2 separate regions of the Mus musculus genome follow, and region 1 is linked to region 2. Evidence: chromatin contacts called from public Micro-C data. All regions are on one chromosome and are shown on one strand. The core of a region is the stretch at or near the end of the contact, and the rest is flanking DNA. Distances in the headings are between cores, read along the strand shown.

Region 1 (6,515 bases), core at 685-3,184, 830 kb before region 2:
AATGCCCTCTGTCTCCATGTTCATTCTTTGAAAATTACCCACAGCTTAAACTGGGCTTAGTGTCCACATGCTTTCACCCCGGGATGGCATTTTCCGAAGCAAACTCCTTGCCATCGATGGATTCCTTACGAAGAACGCATCTCCCTTGGCATACTTAAAACCTGGGGTGAATAAATGCACTAGTTCAAGGATAAATGAAGTCGTCTGCTTTTCTTTAGAGAGGAACAGAAAGGGACTGAGACAGAGCATACACACCGTTGTAGTGTCCCAGGAAAATACATCTTCTGAAAAGATTCTCTTAACCCACGGCAAAAATTCCACCAGTGCGTTTAGGTTAAGGCACCATCCAAGGATCGTACTAGTATTTGTTAAAGGCATCTAAGGAGGGACATTTGCGTTACTGCATTTCTTTCCGCTAGCTTACCTTTGCTACAGCTGGGGGTTGAGCTCTAAAAGATGGGTGCATTCGTCCAAGAGGGCGTTCAGAGGCTTGAAGGGAGAGCAGCAAGAAGCATTCATACATGAAAAGCAGTCAAAGTGGGAGAAATGACTGGAAAGGAAAAAGTGCTTGATCCTAATCTCAGTTAGATAGAAGTTCACCTTCCCTCAGAGTGTCTGCTGAAATACTGTGGATACGTGTGAGTACAACCTTACTAGGAAACAGGTCTTTGCAGATGTAGTCAAGATAAGCCGAGGCTACTGTAGTGCACTAATGCAATATGACACACTTACACAAGGAGGCTTTGACAAGACAGTGGCAGAAACTATAAAGATATGTCTCCAAAGCAAAGAGCACAATGATTGCCAGCTGTCCCCAGCAGCAAGGAGACAGAAACAAACACATTCTCCTTTAGGTTACTAGACGGAAACAATTCCGGGAATTTGTGTTTGTAGCCTCCAGAATTGCAAAAGATGATGTCTGAGTTGTTTTCAGCTACCCAGCTTTACAGCTCTTTGTTACTGAGTACTCAGAAGCCGCTGCACTCCCCAAACCAGCAATGGCAAGGCCTGACCATCCACTACAGGGAATGTCCAACGTAAGCATTCTCCAGGTGACTGCGCCTTTAATAAAACAAACAAGAGCAGGAATGTCCTTTCCAGTTTTGAAATACAAACCATAAGGATAAAGACAAACTGCCTGCTCATTTTTCCCCCAAAATATCTTTTTTTTCCCCCTACAAGGTAGACTTTTTAGTTAGGATAGTTAAGTTCTTGCTGAAAAGAGCACTGAGGTGCAGGAGTTTCTGACTGATCTCCTACAGAGAGCTTTCCTGTCTCTTGTCCCACATGGTGTCCCTTAGCACGAGGAGCACAGAGTGAGTCAGATAGTCCAGTTACAGGTCTGTGGCTTGTGTCAGTGGGAGAGGGGAATAAGAACAAGTAGCATGAATTGGGAAATCATGTCAGAGGGCAGACCAAGATAATGGAAGCCCCGGAAAACAAAGGAAACCATGGGGTATGGGAACCAAGACCTTGCTTCAGGTAGAAATATCAAAGGAGAACAATAGCATTTTAAAATCTTAATTAAAGACTTAAAAATCATGTGTGTGTGTGTGTGTGTGTGTGTGTGGTGGGGGTGGGGTGGGAGGAAGTGGGTGTCATCTAAAAATCCTTCTTTATTTTCTCCAACTAGAGTGTGGTCATAGAAATAAGGGAGCTATGTCCTCTCTTTAGATTCATCACTCTGGTATGATCTGAACCTTCTCCAAATCCATGTCTCCTTGAAATTGGCTAATAATTCCTGCAACATACTTAAGTCACTGAGACTTGGGGAGACTCTGGGGAGTTCTGTGGGTGAGGCATGCCGGGAGTGAGTCAACTGTGCGTGTTGTTAATATATTGCTCTTGCAGCCAGTGAGACCAGGTACTGCAAGGAGTTCTCAGGGGTCTGGGAGCTCTGTTCTGCCCCATTACTCCAGCCTGCCACTGCCAACCCACCCATGAGCAGACCACAAAAGGTGTAGGTGTGAAAGAGAGGGCTCAGTTCTCTGAACATGTCATCTCTTGGCTAGAAAAACAAACTCAATCCACGTCTCCTTCACAGAGAGGCGGGGTGCGGTCCTTCATGTTTTATTTCTAGAGGATAATATATCATCTTGAAAGCCAGGTTTAATGTGCTTTTTGGTCTAAACACTGTGGTATTTTTTATATGCCATTAGCGCATTATTACATGTTTCTAGCAATAACAGTCCCACCTAATGTATTTAATTTGTTTTGAAAATCATAGAGCATCTTTACACATAGAACAGACAGCTTTTAATCCCCTCGATGACTTCCTCTTTAAAAGTACTCTTAAATCTCTAACCACATTCCTCTTGGTTTCCCTCCTACACACTGACCAAGATTTGTTTTTTCACTCAACCCTTAAATGGTAGCATTTCCCAGAGCCCCCTGGGGATCTCTGCTCTCCTCATTCCCGTCCCCCTGCTTCAGTGTCTCTTTCAACACTCACTGCTTTAATTCCTGCTTGTGTAACAGAGGCTCAATATGTACCAACCAAGTCAGACTTCCTCTGAGGCACAGGCCTGCCTGCCTATAGGAACTCTGAGAGTCACAGCCCGAGGCTCTCAAAACAGCTTAGTACATTCAAACGGGAATTGCTGTATTCCACCCCTTCCCTCTATAAAACCTATGACATCCTTACTGATGCTCGTGGCTTAGCACTTGCTAAAGCATCCCGTGGGCCCCAAATTCTTTTCAGCTCTTGTTGGTTTTGTTTCTATCTGTTGCTTCTAAACTTCCTAAGCCTCTAAGTCCCTTCAGAATAAAATACGTTCTCTGTGTACCCACTCTTGTGAGCTAACATCACAAGGATATGGTTAATAAATTATAACATACATTTTGTGTGTGTGTGTGTGTGTGTGTGCACATATATGGACTATTATCAGACTTAAAGAAGAACAAAATTATGTCCTTTGTAGAGAAATATGTGGGACTAGCAGTCATCATGTTAAGTAAAATAAGCCAGACTTAGAAGGACAAATATTACACTTTCTTTCATATGTGGAATCTAGATTTTTTTTAAAAGACATGACTCCTCACCTGGGAAGGGACTTCTATTGCTACCAAGAGAAGGAAAGCCAGCTTTCTTCAATGTAATACCTGGTATACTGAACAAACTCTGGGGCAGGCATAGGAGGAATTGGCCAACACAATCTGGACTGACTCGCTGAGCCTTAAGGGATGAAGAGGGAGGCCAACACAAGAGAGTTACTGTCCCTGGAAGATAGAAGGCAAGAATTGGCTCAGGAACGTGATACACGTGCTCACTCATTCACCCTAAACCTTCTTAAACCTACGTATACTAATACAAAATAAATGAGTGCTCACTGAAATGACTAATAGAGATTGGATTATACCAAAGTCCAATGAAAAACCATCCCACAGATCCCTAGTCCACCCAAAATACAGAACATTTCCATTGGCTTGGCCCATAAAGGTTGCATAAGCTGATGCTTCCCTCCCTGCCCCAACCCTTCTCCTGCATCTGTCTGGACACCCTGTTTGTTTGTTTGTTTGTTTGTTTGTTTGTTTTTGTCTTCCAGAATGTAGTTTATGAGTCACCACAAAACATCCCTCTTGAACATCCTGGTTCTAGGAAGGCCTGCTTCTGGGCTTCTGTGGGGGAGGGAACTGGGAACTGCTGTAGTAGTGCCTTGACCCAGGGGCAGGCTTCACAGGAACCAGAGAACCATGTGCTCCTGGGAGGGAGGGAGGGAGGGAGGGAGGGAGGGAGGGAGGGAGGGAGGGAGGGAGGGAGGGGGAGACTGATAACAGGCTCACCCCAGAGCCAGCACAAAGGCCTGAAACCCAGGAGAAACCAGAAAAGCATAAACATCTTCCCTGCAGGCTGTCAGTGATGGCAGATTCCTCTAAATCTAAGTAGGACAATTAGGCTTAAAGAAAATAAATAAATAAATAAATAAATAAATAAATAAATAAATAAATAAATAAGACAGCATAGACAAGGGGTGACTTACAAATGAGGAGGGACCCAGAACAAACTAGAAACTCATCATTTAATACACCTGAAGATATTTGAAAACGATTTACAATGGTGGTATCAGGGCAGTCTGACCCACATGGCAAAGCTTCATTCCTCACACAACCACAAGCTATGCAATCTCTACTGATACCCAGATTAAGTTGTAAAGGTAGTGAGGCAAACTATCACAGCCGAAGCAAAGAAACTTAAAAAGAAACACATACAAGGAAACCCTTTCCAAATAGGAGATCTGAGCTCAGGCTTCAAGCAACATTAGCCATGACTGAGGTGAGGAAAATGAACCCCACGAAGGAGGAAGAACCGAAGAATCCTGGATGCTGTTTCTCCAAACTCTTTAGAGTTTTTGATTTCCTCACTTTCCTGACAAGGCTTTGCTTAAGTCACTAATTTACAGTAACCATCACGAGATAAGAGGTTTGTGTGGGACAGAGGTAAATTTGGGTCTAACATGACTAATATATCCTGCTGTGAAGGACAGTGGGAGGCCAGAGAGGGAATCACTTCTGTTGGTGGGTTTTTAATAAAGATGAAGGCCATGTGCGTATATCCCAGAGCTATTGAGCACACTGCCCTACCGTCGTTTCCCAGGAAATGAAACTCCTTCCTCCTGAACATCCCCAAATCGCTTTTCATAATGAGTCCCCCATACAGATGTTCTGGAAGTTTCAGTAAGGAGGCATAGGAGAACACATGCTGTGTTTGCTTCTGAAATGTTTGTTTGTTTGTTTGCTTGCTTCCTTTGTGGCGCTAAGAACCCAAGGCTTTACCTGTGCTAAGGATACACTTTCCCACTGACTGACACCCAGAGTTTTGTATATAAAATATTTATGTAGGTAAAGAAGCAGTAGGTATCCTGCTTCGGGCAGTGGACGATGATTTACATGGAGCTCAGATACAGAAATGGAAGGTCAGAGATAGACACAATAGCCCTTTTGCCAACAGGACTCCTCGGTATGAAATACGAGTAAACTGAATGTCTTAAGCCACAGGCACAGTTTCTTTTTCTCTTGTGATAGTACTTGGCAGACGTTATCAGCCTACTTTGTCCCGGAACATGAAGCCTACAGATCACACGGGCCTTGGGCTGGGTTGATTGTGAGCTTTTCTATCACTCAGGGTCAACACTGCAGGCAGAGCTTCCCACTGCACAGGGCTGAGGAGCTCTGCAGGCTTTCCCTGGAAGTCTTTTCTGGTTTCATTATAAATCTCTTGGTGAAGTTTGATGTTCTCAGAATTGTTTTTGTCCCCTCAAACTAATCACAGAAAACCCAGCACTGGTAAATATATGAGGGTTTACATATAAGTTTGCAAAGTGTTTTTGGACTCAGTCTCACAGATTCTGTGCTTCCTGACAGGCCGCAGGGTAGACCATTTTCTCTGCTTGACATAAGAAGCTCCATGCTCTGGGGTGAGACCTTGATTTTCTCATGAGAAGACCTGGGCTTGAGTTTCACCTTGTTCCTCCCACATCGCTGCCTTAATTCTCAGTGTACTTCTGCTTAAAGCACAACATGAAAACTATTTGACAGGATGGTTCTGAGAACCAAAGAAGAGTCTATGTGTCCAGACTTTGGCTCCATCTACGGAGGAAATTTACTTAGTCTTTTATCCTATTACCTTCCCCTCCTCTTCTTTTTAACTGTCCTTTCTTTCTGATCTCTGGGGCTTAAGGGATATTCCCTTTTGATAACTCCTGAGAGTTGTTGGTACTTGGAAATTTTCTAGCATGTCATTTGGGATGGGGAGTGGGGGTGAACCAGGGCAGTCTCAAGACTCATCCTCAAGGGAACCCTTGATTAACCTTGGATTGCTCAGAGAAAGAAATGCCTGGTGACTGTCTTCACAAAGAGACGCTCCAGAGCGCAAGAAGCAAAGGAGTTGTTCTCCCTGATTCTAGATAGTCTCCTTGTTTCTTAGGCTCTGGAACTTCCACTGTTCCAAATAGGTGATGGATTGATAAAGAATTAGTACAGGGATAAATTTGGCCAGAGTTTAATCTCACCATTTTAATCTTCAAGTTAACCTTTCTGCAAGTTTTAAGGAGGGGCTTTAAATCCCATGCCCACTTGTCTTATCCCATCAGTTGGTCCTTATGGGAAGCTCTTGTCTTTCAAAGGGACAAGAGCTGATGATGCCAACAGCAGGAAAGGGTTTTAGGTTGCGATTATGGCTTTCCACTAGCTAATTGTATTTGTCATCACAGTGTGTGTGTGTGCCATGTACCCTGTGACTGTAACTTAATTAGGCTTTCTATTGCTGCAACAAAACATCATGAGCAAAAATGCTTTGGAGAAGAACAGGTTTATTTTGGCTTACACTTCCAAGTAACAGGTCTTCATTAGGGCTATAAAGGCAGGAATTGGGGACAGGCACCTGGGGGCAGGAACTGAAGTAGAGGCCATAGGAGAACACTACTTATGGCTTGCTCTTCATGACTTGCTCAGTTTGCTTTCTAATACTCAGGACCGCCAATGGGTGGAGCTCTCCCACATGAATCATTAATTCGGAA
Region 2 (6,952 bases), core at 2,023-4,522:
CTGGCCTGAGAAGAAAAGAGAACACAGGCAATTGCCTCGTCAGGATATTTGCCTCAAGAGCTATTGCAGAGGCGCTATGAAAGGCCAGAGAGCATAGAGCAGAAACACAGTCAAGAGATAGTAAGAAAACAGATTATGTGTATCTGTTTGATACAAGAGAAAAATGTTAATGTCCAGTTTGCTTCTTTTTAGAGCAGCAGGGCAAATAAAGTGTGACGCTATTGACTGAGGGAAGCAGTAAAAGAGGCATATATGGCTGAAAATGATAACCCCAGGCTGAAAAACTGGAGTTTTTGGTGGCAGAGGAAGATTCCAGAAGAACTGTTTCTGGGCTGCTAGTCAGAGGAGAAAGCACAGTTTGAAGAGTGATCCACATATGGGAATCCTACCACCTGTCAATAATGACAAGAATAAGAGAGATCTCTAACTGAGATTGTACTAGAAGAACCAACTGCAGCCAAGTATCAGAGTTGAAATGTGAATCCAGAGGAAGTATACTGTTCTTATGCTAACACACTCTGTCTAAAACAAGGTATTTTAATATTAGATTATGTCATTTCATATGCAGGGCCAAATACTTACACACAAAATTAAAAGACCTCACACCACTGATCACAACACTGTTTGTTAGGTAGTGTATGGCTTTCCAGGTATCTCAAAAGTCCATTCTCTCCAAAATGCAGGAAACTTAAAACAGAATTAGAAACTAAATGTTTTTAGAATAACTTAACAGATTTTAATTATACATCAAAATTCCAACTTTAATGACATTTTTTTTTTCATCAGCAGAGTTTAGATTTCATCCTTGATGAAGTAAATTTGAAGAAAATTGAATCCAAATCTGTGTCAGAATTTAGGATTTTGACATCTCTTTTTAAAAATATTTATATTTATTTTTATTTTTATGCATATATGTATGTGCCTACATATATGAATGTATACTACCCTTGGAGTCAATAAAAGTGTTGAATCCCCAGGGGCTGGAGCTACAGGTGGATGTGAGCTGCCTGGTTTGGGTACTAGGAAGTAAATCTGGGTCCTTGGAGACAGCAGCAAATGTTCTTAAGTGCTGAGCCATCTCCATGACCCTTGATCATGGATTGGTAGTTTCAAATTGCCAGTCTCTTTTAACTCAAAAAGTTTCATTAATTAAAAATTTCCTGAGAGGTGTATGAAAACAAGCACTAACTAGGTTAAGTAATACAGAACAGCACTAACATTGTATTCCAACTTGAAATCAAAGAAACAGATACTGAGCTCATCTTTCTGTGTGGTTCTAGGAACTGAGCATATGTTTGACTGCCATTCGGCATGCCAGTTACAAATCATAGTTATTCAATTTCCTGATTAAAAGCAGTAGGCTACTGATGATGTAATGACGGTACATTATTCCACTAATGGAAATGGGTAAAGAATGGTTGTTGGGTTGATCACCTAAATAGAATAGCTCCAAATTGAAGAATACAAAATCTTCAAGGCAAGCTATTTTCAACTGCCTAATGTAACTGGGTCCTGATGGAAAGATGGTACCCCACTGAACCATTAACACGTTCTGCAAATTGTCTTTCTTAAATATTTTAAAAACATGATACAACTCACATTATCCCTTTATATATATCCTGTAGCTTCCTCCATCCAACGACTCTTGGCTGTACGTTGTTTTCCAATTTGAGCATCACAGGAATGTTGAATGCAGCTCACCCATACCATTTATTGGGAGCCTTTCATTGTCAGGCTCTGTGTGAGGGGTCAATGTACATATAAAAGAACACACTATGCACTGACCTCGGCATGTGCAAATTTTTCTACTTTGTGTTATGCTATGACCCTAATACCCAGTCACTCAAAATTTTGTTTATTTCTTTTGAAAAAAAAAAAAAAAGCATGTTTTCTGCATACACATCTATAGTCTTCAAGAACCTCAAGAGCTCTTCCAACATTATCATTTAAAGAGCTATTTTGGTTTTTGTAGTTTGTTTTTTCTTCTCAAAGTGCCTTGCCCTTGATTTTCTCCTTGCTTGATTGTTTTTCTTTTTCTGAACTGAAAATAGGAAGTGGTCTGAAGAGTATAAAATTAGGTGAAAAGATTAAACTAGAAAAGAGGAGATTATTTTTAACCCTAGAAAAAAAACTTACTAACTCTGTAGGCTGCTAAACTATAAAAATAACTTTCCAGAGAAGTTAAAGAAATCAAAGAATCATTAAGACATTAATCTTTGGAGGAGACAGGAAAATTATGACAAAGTACAGTGCTAAAAGAATTATACAGTACTAAAGTAAGGTACTTAATGCTCAGTGCTTCAGGCTGGTACAAAAGGGTTACCCAGGATAAGTATTGGGCTTGCTATATGTGTGTATATGTGTGTATATATGTGTGTATATTGATGTTTCTGTTGGATATAATTTATTTGCAAATAGAAAAGGGGAATTGGAAAGACCGTCTTATCCTACTAATTTAAAAGGGAATATTAGTCACATGGAAACTCAAAAATTATAAATTATAGTTTAATTCAATGCTTTCCAAACCAATTTAAGATTTCTTAATTTTAATATGTTAAGTCCAAGGGTTGCCTATCTAAGTAGAATTTATATATTCCTCTTCTAACAGAAACAAAAGGTTTTTGCCCATAGCATAGTGACAGTGTTGTGAGAGTTTTTGTATTTTTTAATGAGTCAGTTTTCATTATGTAACAAGAATTAAAAAAACAAAAAACAAAAAACAAAAAAACAAAACTATCAGGTCATGTCGTTTATTGATTCCCAGGACAACAAATATCTGAAAATCTTTGAATGCCTTGTAATAATTATTTTTTGTTTCTGATTATTGAAAACCTGAAAGTGTTCCAAACAAATATAATCTCTTTTTCAAATTTTGTAAACATTTGTTTCCAGGCTAAAACATCCTGTCAGCTCCCAACTCGACTGTGTTTAGTGGTTGAACTATTAACTTCTGAATATAAGACCTTTTAATAGAAACTCCCAGACCAAGAATTTACTTTATAAAATGACACCACTATAAGACATTTTAGAGTACTGCATCTTGATATGCTGACTCTATTTAAACCCTCTATCCGTAATAAAAGGCTAATTGTGCAGGGTCTTAATTTTGGCTTAAAACCAAGTGACTCCAGTGGAAAGTATTTTAAAATCCTAAATTCCAGAATGGGGATTAAGAGTTGTGGTAAATGTTAGAAATTAGACCCACGCTTTATCTGGGAAGAGACACTGTTCTTTTGCAGTCTGGACCCAAAGTGTGGGAATCTCTGCAGCCGATGGGGTGTGAGCAGAGGCATACTGCTGTGTTCCTTAGCTAGCTTCTCTGGTGACTGAACTGCACGTCCACTCTTATGCTAACTTCTGTTATGCTTAAGCTCTTTTTGATAACAAGACTGTTGTATGTTGCTAAGCGGAGATAAACTTAATTAAGTGCCACTAATAAGTAGAGCGAATTAATTAATAACAGCGTTGTATGCAGAATTTGTGAAGATTCAAGACATACAGTTTATTGCAAGATTGAACTATCTGTCATTTCAAAGCAAGGATAAATTTATCTGAGACAGAAAAGCAAGTTTTGGGTAACTTGCTAGATATGAAAAAACCCCTGTGCTTCTCCCTTTTGGAACTCACAGACCTACCCTGTTGTCCACAATTGCTTTTGTCTTTGCAAAATCTACCCAGACCCGCAACTCCCCACCTTGCCATCTCTGGTTTCTTTCCGTTGTCTTTCCTGGTTTCTCTTTTATACTCTTACTGGCTCTTTCCTGTTTACTCTGTTTGGGATTGTCTTCCCTCTTAGCCCTCAATGTGGCTTTCTTACAGACACGGAGGCCCCAGCATGACTACCCGAAAGAGCCAGCTCCAACTTGGATGTCGCACAACAGTGCTGTCAGGAAGGTGGCTGTCTCTGTGGTTGCATTAAAACAAAAACAAAACAAAACACCGAGAGGCAAAAAAAAAAAACAAAAAAAAAACTGGTCTTAATTTTAACTCAGAAAGAAAAGCTAAGTTAATTTGAAGCATACTCTCAAGAGCTTCATTGAGAATCCTGCGCAATGAAGTGCATTTGGACACTCAGCTATAGACATAAAAGTGAGAAAAATCCAAACCAAAACAAACAAACAACAAACACCAACATAGCTTATTCCCTTAGGGACATTATTTTTTTCAAGTCCACAAATATTCTCGAGAGAAAAAGAAAAACTGCTTATCTTGTTCTCTAGATTTGTTTAAAGCATGTAATTTTTATCAGTTTGTTTTTGTTTTTATTACTTTTTTTTTTTCACTCACTGCTTATAAAACTAGGAAGCAGAAGTCTCTCGGGAAGAGGATGGAATCATAAAAGTTTGCAAGACTCTCGTCAGAAACCAAGCAGTACAAATTGCACATTTTTCATAGATGGATCAGCCTTTAGTGCGTGCCTGGATCCAGCTATCATAGATTATTCCAAAGTAGAAAAGAATGAGGAGAATAAAGTTAGCGGGGCTGGGAGAAAACTTGTCTAGTTATGGCAATACAATCTGCACTTTAGGGGACTGGATTTCAAGCAACGGGAAATAGCAACGTAAAGTTTTATTTTTATACCAAAGCACTTAGTAGGATCTCAGTGGACTGAAGGGTTCACTGAGTGAAGTAACAGTATTAACAAGGACAAGTTTCATGTCTCCGCAGAATATTTAGGTCATCATTCCTGCTGCTTATCCAATAATTTCTTGCACATGCATACTCCACCTAATATGCATAGCAATATGTTTACAGCAAATACCCATCTATTTGTTTCTATTCCACACTGTGAAGCATTCTAAGTCATAGAAGTATCTTCCTCATGTTTTCTCATGGTACCCGGGTACTAGCAAATATGACCATATAAAACCTCACGTTAAAGTGACAGTATCTCAAATTTCACATAATCATAAGGAATTAAAAAGCAGTTAAGGTACAATAATAACTTCACCCATTCTTTTTTTTTTCTTCCAACTTGTTACAATCTACCCTAAGATAACTAATTGTTCAAAGTAAACATTCCACTCGGACCACAAAAGGAATCCATTATACAAACATATAATTCACAGTCATTTTTAGTGGGTTGTAAACAGTTTGGAATGAGTATAAAATGGGACAAAAATCAAAGTGAGCATTTTGAAATGAAAAAGTGTTTGCTACAAAAGGTCAGTCCCTTCGCTTGGCAAACTATGTAGAAAAGCCTGGGAAAATGCTGATCACACAAGCAATGGGGGGATTTGAGAGCCAACAGCCTCCTTGTTTCTTTAAACAGACATCGGAACCTATAACTGGATCCTGTCAAACAAACGACAGCAAAAAAATATAACAGCTGCCATGAAGTCCAGTTGAGAGATAAAGCTTTTGAGGCTAAAGACCTTTTCAGAAGTAGACTAAAGGTCTTTCTTAAATCTTTAAGCCATGTTATGGATCCCAGGGTATCTTCTGGGCAGTAAGTCAAGTATGTAACTTGTGTTTCATTCCTGTCATAGCATTTTTGTGTTTGAGGGAAAAAATACAGAAAGGGCAACCTTCTTGTTGATTAGTAACTGCTGAAACATTCAGAAAGCCAGCTTGTATCTCGAACCATCAAATGCAGGAGATGTGGGTTCACATACACAGGACCCCCACCACACACACACACACACACACACACACACACACACACACACACTCACACACACACTCACACACATGGTACAGTCACACACGGTATGGTAGGACTGCAGAGATGGCTCATAGGGTAAGACTGTGTGCCGCCAAGTCTGGACACTTGAGTTAGATCTCAGGGAAGCACATCACAGCGGAAAGAATTGATTCCTGCAAGTTGACTTCCCTTGTCTATACCCATGCTATGCTCTGGCATACACACTCAGGAATACACAGACATAGACACATACACTGAATAAAACAACTTTTTTTTAAATTGTGGTAAGAAGCACATAAGGTCAAATAACTCTTTTGGGCGCATATTTCAGTTGTGTCAAGTATATTCAGCTTGCTGAGTTATGGATCTCTTGGTATCCTCTTAACATGCTAAGCTGATGAGGCACAGCACCAGAACTGGAAGCCTTAAAGGAGCAGTGAGCTATCACATCATGTTATGAACAGTGAATGCCAATCCTATTATACAGTTTTAAAATTCAGTTGTATTCCCTTACACTCAGAAATTTTACTTGATATACAAAAATATGTTTAGAGTAGAATTATGTTCAGTAATTTAGTAAATTTTATCTCTTTATAAAAGAAGTCTCTGGCACAGTCTATCTTTGGTTTTCCACTTAAGCCTGTCTTTCCGGGTATCACATATGGCTGGCTTGTTCTACTATGGTCACACAATGAGTCAAGATAATAGTTTTGTGAATAAAACAAAATTAACCTTCCCTTGGTCTTGTGAGGAAATGAAAACAGACAAGCATGCATTTATGACCAGGAGCTGACAGATCAATATAAAGCATACATCTTTGGTTTCTTTTTTCTGTTCTCTTAAAATAGTTTCCTGTCTTGTTATACCAATTCTCTCCTCTTAAAGCACTTAGAACTGTTTGCTCTTTGTCCAGGTGTTTAGTGCCTATTTCTTCTACAGTACTAGTGTATAACATGAAGAACAACACACAACTAGTGACTGCTTCTTCATTCATGGATACCCAACATATCTTTGTGAGAAGAAACTCAAGTTGAGAAGTTTATTGGTCTCTTCGGTTACCTCACAAAGAGACTTCAACTACAAAAGTCAGGCAGAGAGAGATAGGTGCAATCTGCAAAAATCAGTGTGATTCTCTGTACAGAAGTATATTTAGGGCTGCATAGACAATGTCAGAAAAGGTAGAACTCACCGTATTCCAAATGGCTGGGGAAGATAACATGGTTTGGTGGTCAAGGGTTTAGGGAACCAAAATGAGACAAGTGACTGTATCAAATAAGTCAATTGCCAGTTGGTTTACAAAGCTTTCTT

What was found. Hi-C and Micro-C count contacts between places; a contact is called where the count stands out from the background.
Region 1: a contact with region 2 is called in a Micro-C map of muscle stem cells, with 8 times the contacts expected there. The contact joins two enhancer-like sites. A contact is called at or near these places in 2 of 484 Hi-C or Micro-C datasets (adipose-derived mesenchymal stem cells and muscle stem cells) and 1 of 115 datasets of contacts at active chromatin or transcription factors (fibro-adipogenic progenitors).

What each region holds. Positions count from the first base shown.
Region 1 is chr2:44,972,585-44,979,099 of GRCm38.p6, reverse strand. No RefSeq gene overlaps it. Among named protein-coding and RNA genes, the nearest start is that of Mir5129, 47 kb to the left of the region's middle. Within about 2 kb of position 1,934, at least 87 of the 459 cell types and tissues checked have an H3K27ac peak or open chromatin away from gene starts, as enhancers often do. A contact at or near this core is called in muscle stem cells, where this site is marked.
Region 2 is chr2:44,145,076-44,152,027 of GRCm38.p6, reverse strand. The region is part of intron 10 of Arhgap15 (Rho GTPase activating protein 15); the gene reads right to left. Among named protein-coding and RNA genes, the nearest start is that of Arhgap15os, 83 kb to the right of the region's middle. Within about 2 kb of position 3,272, at least 29 of the 459 cell types and tissues checked have an H3K27ac peak or open chromatin away from gene starts, as enhancers often do. A contact at or near this core is called in muscle stem cells, where this site is marked.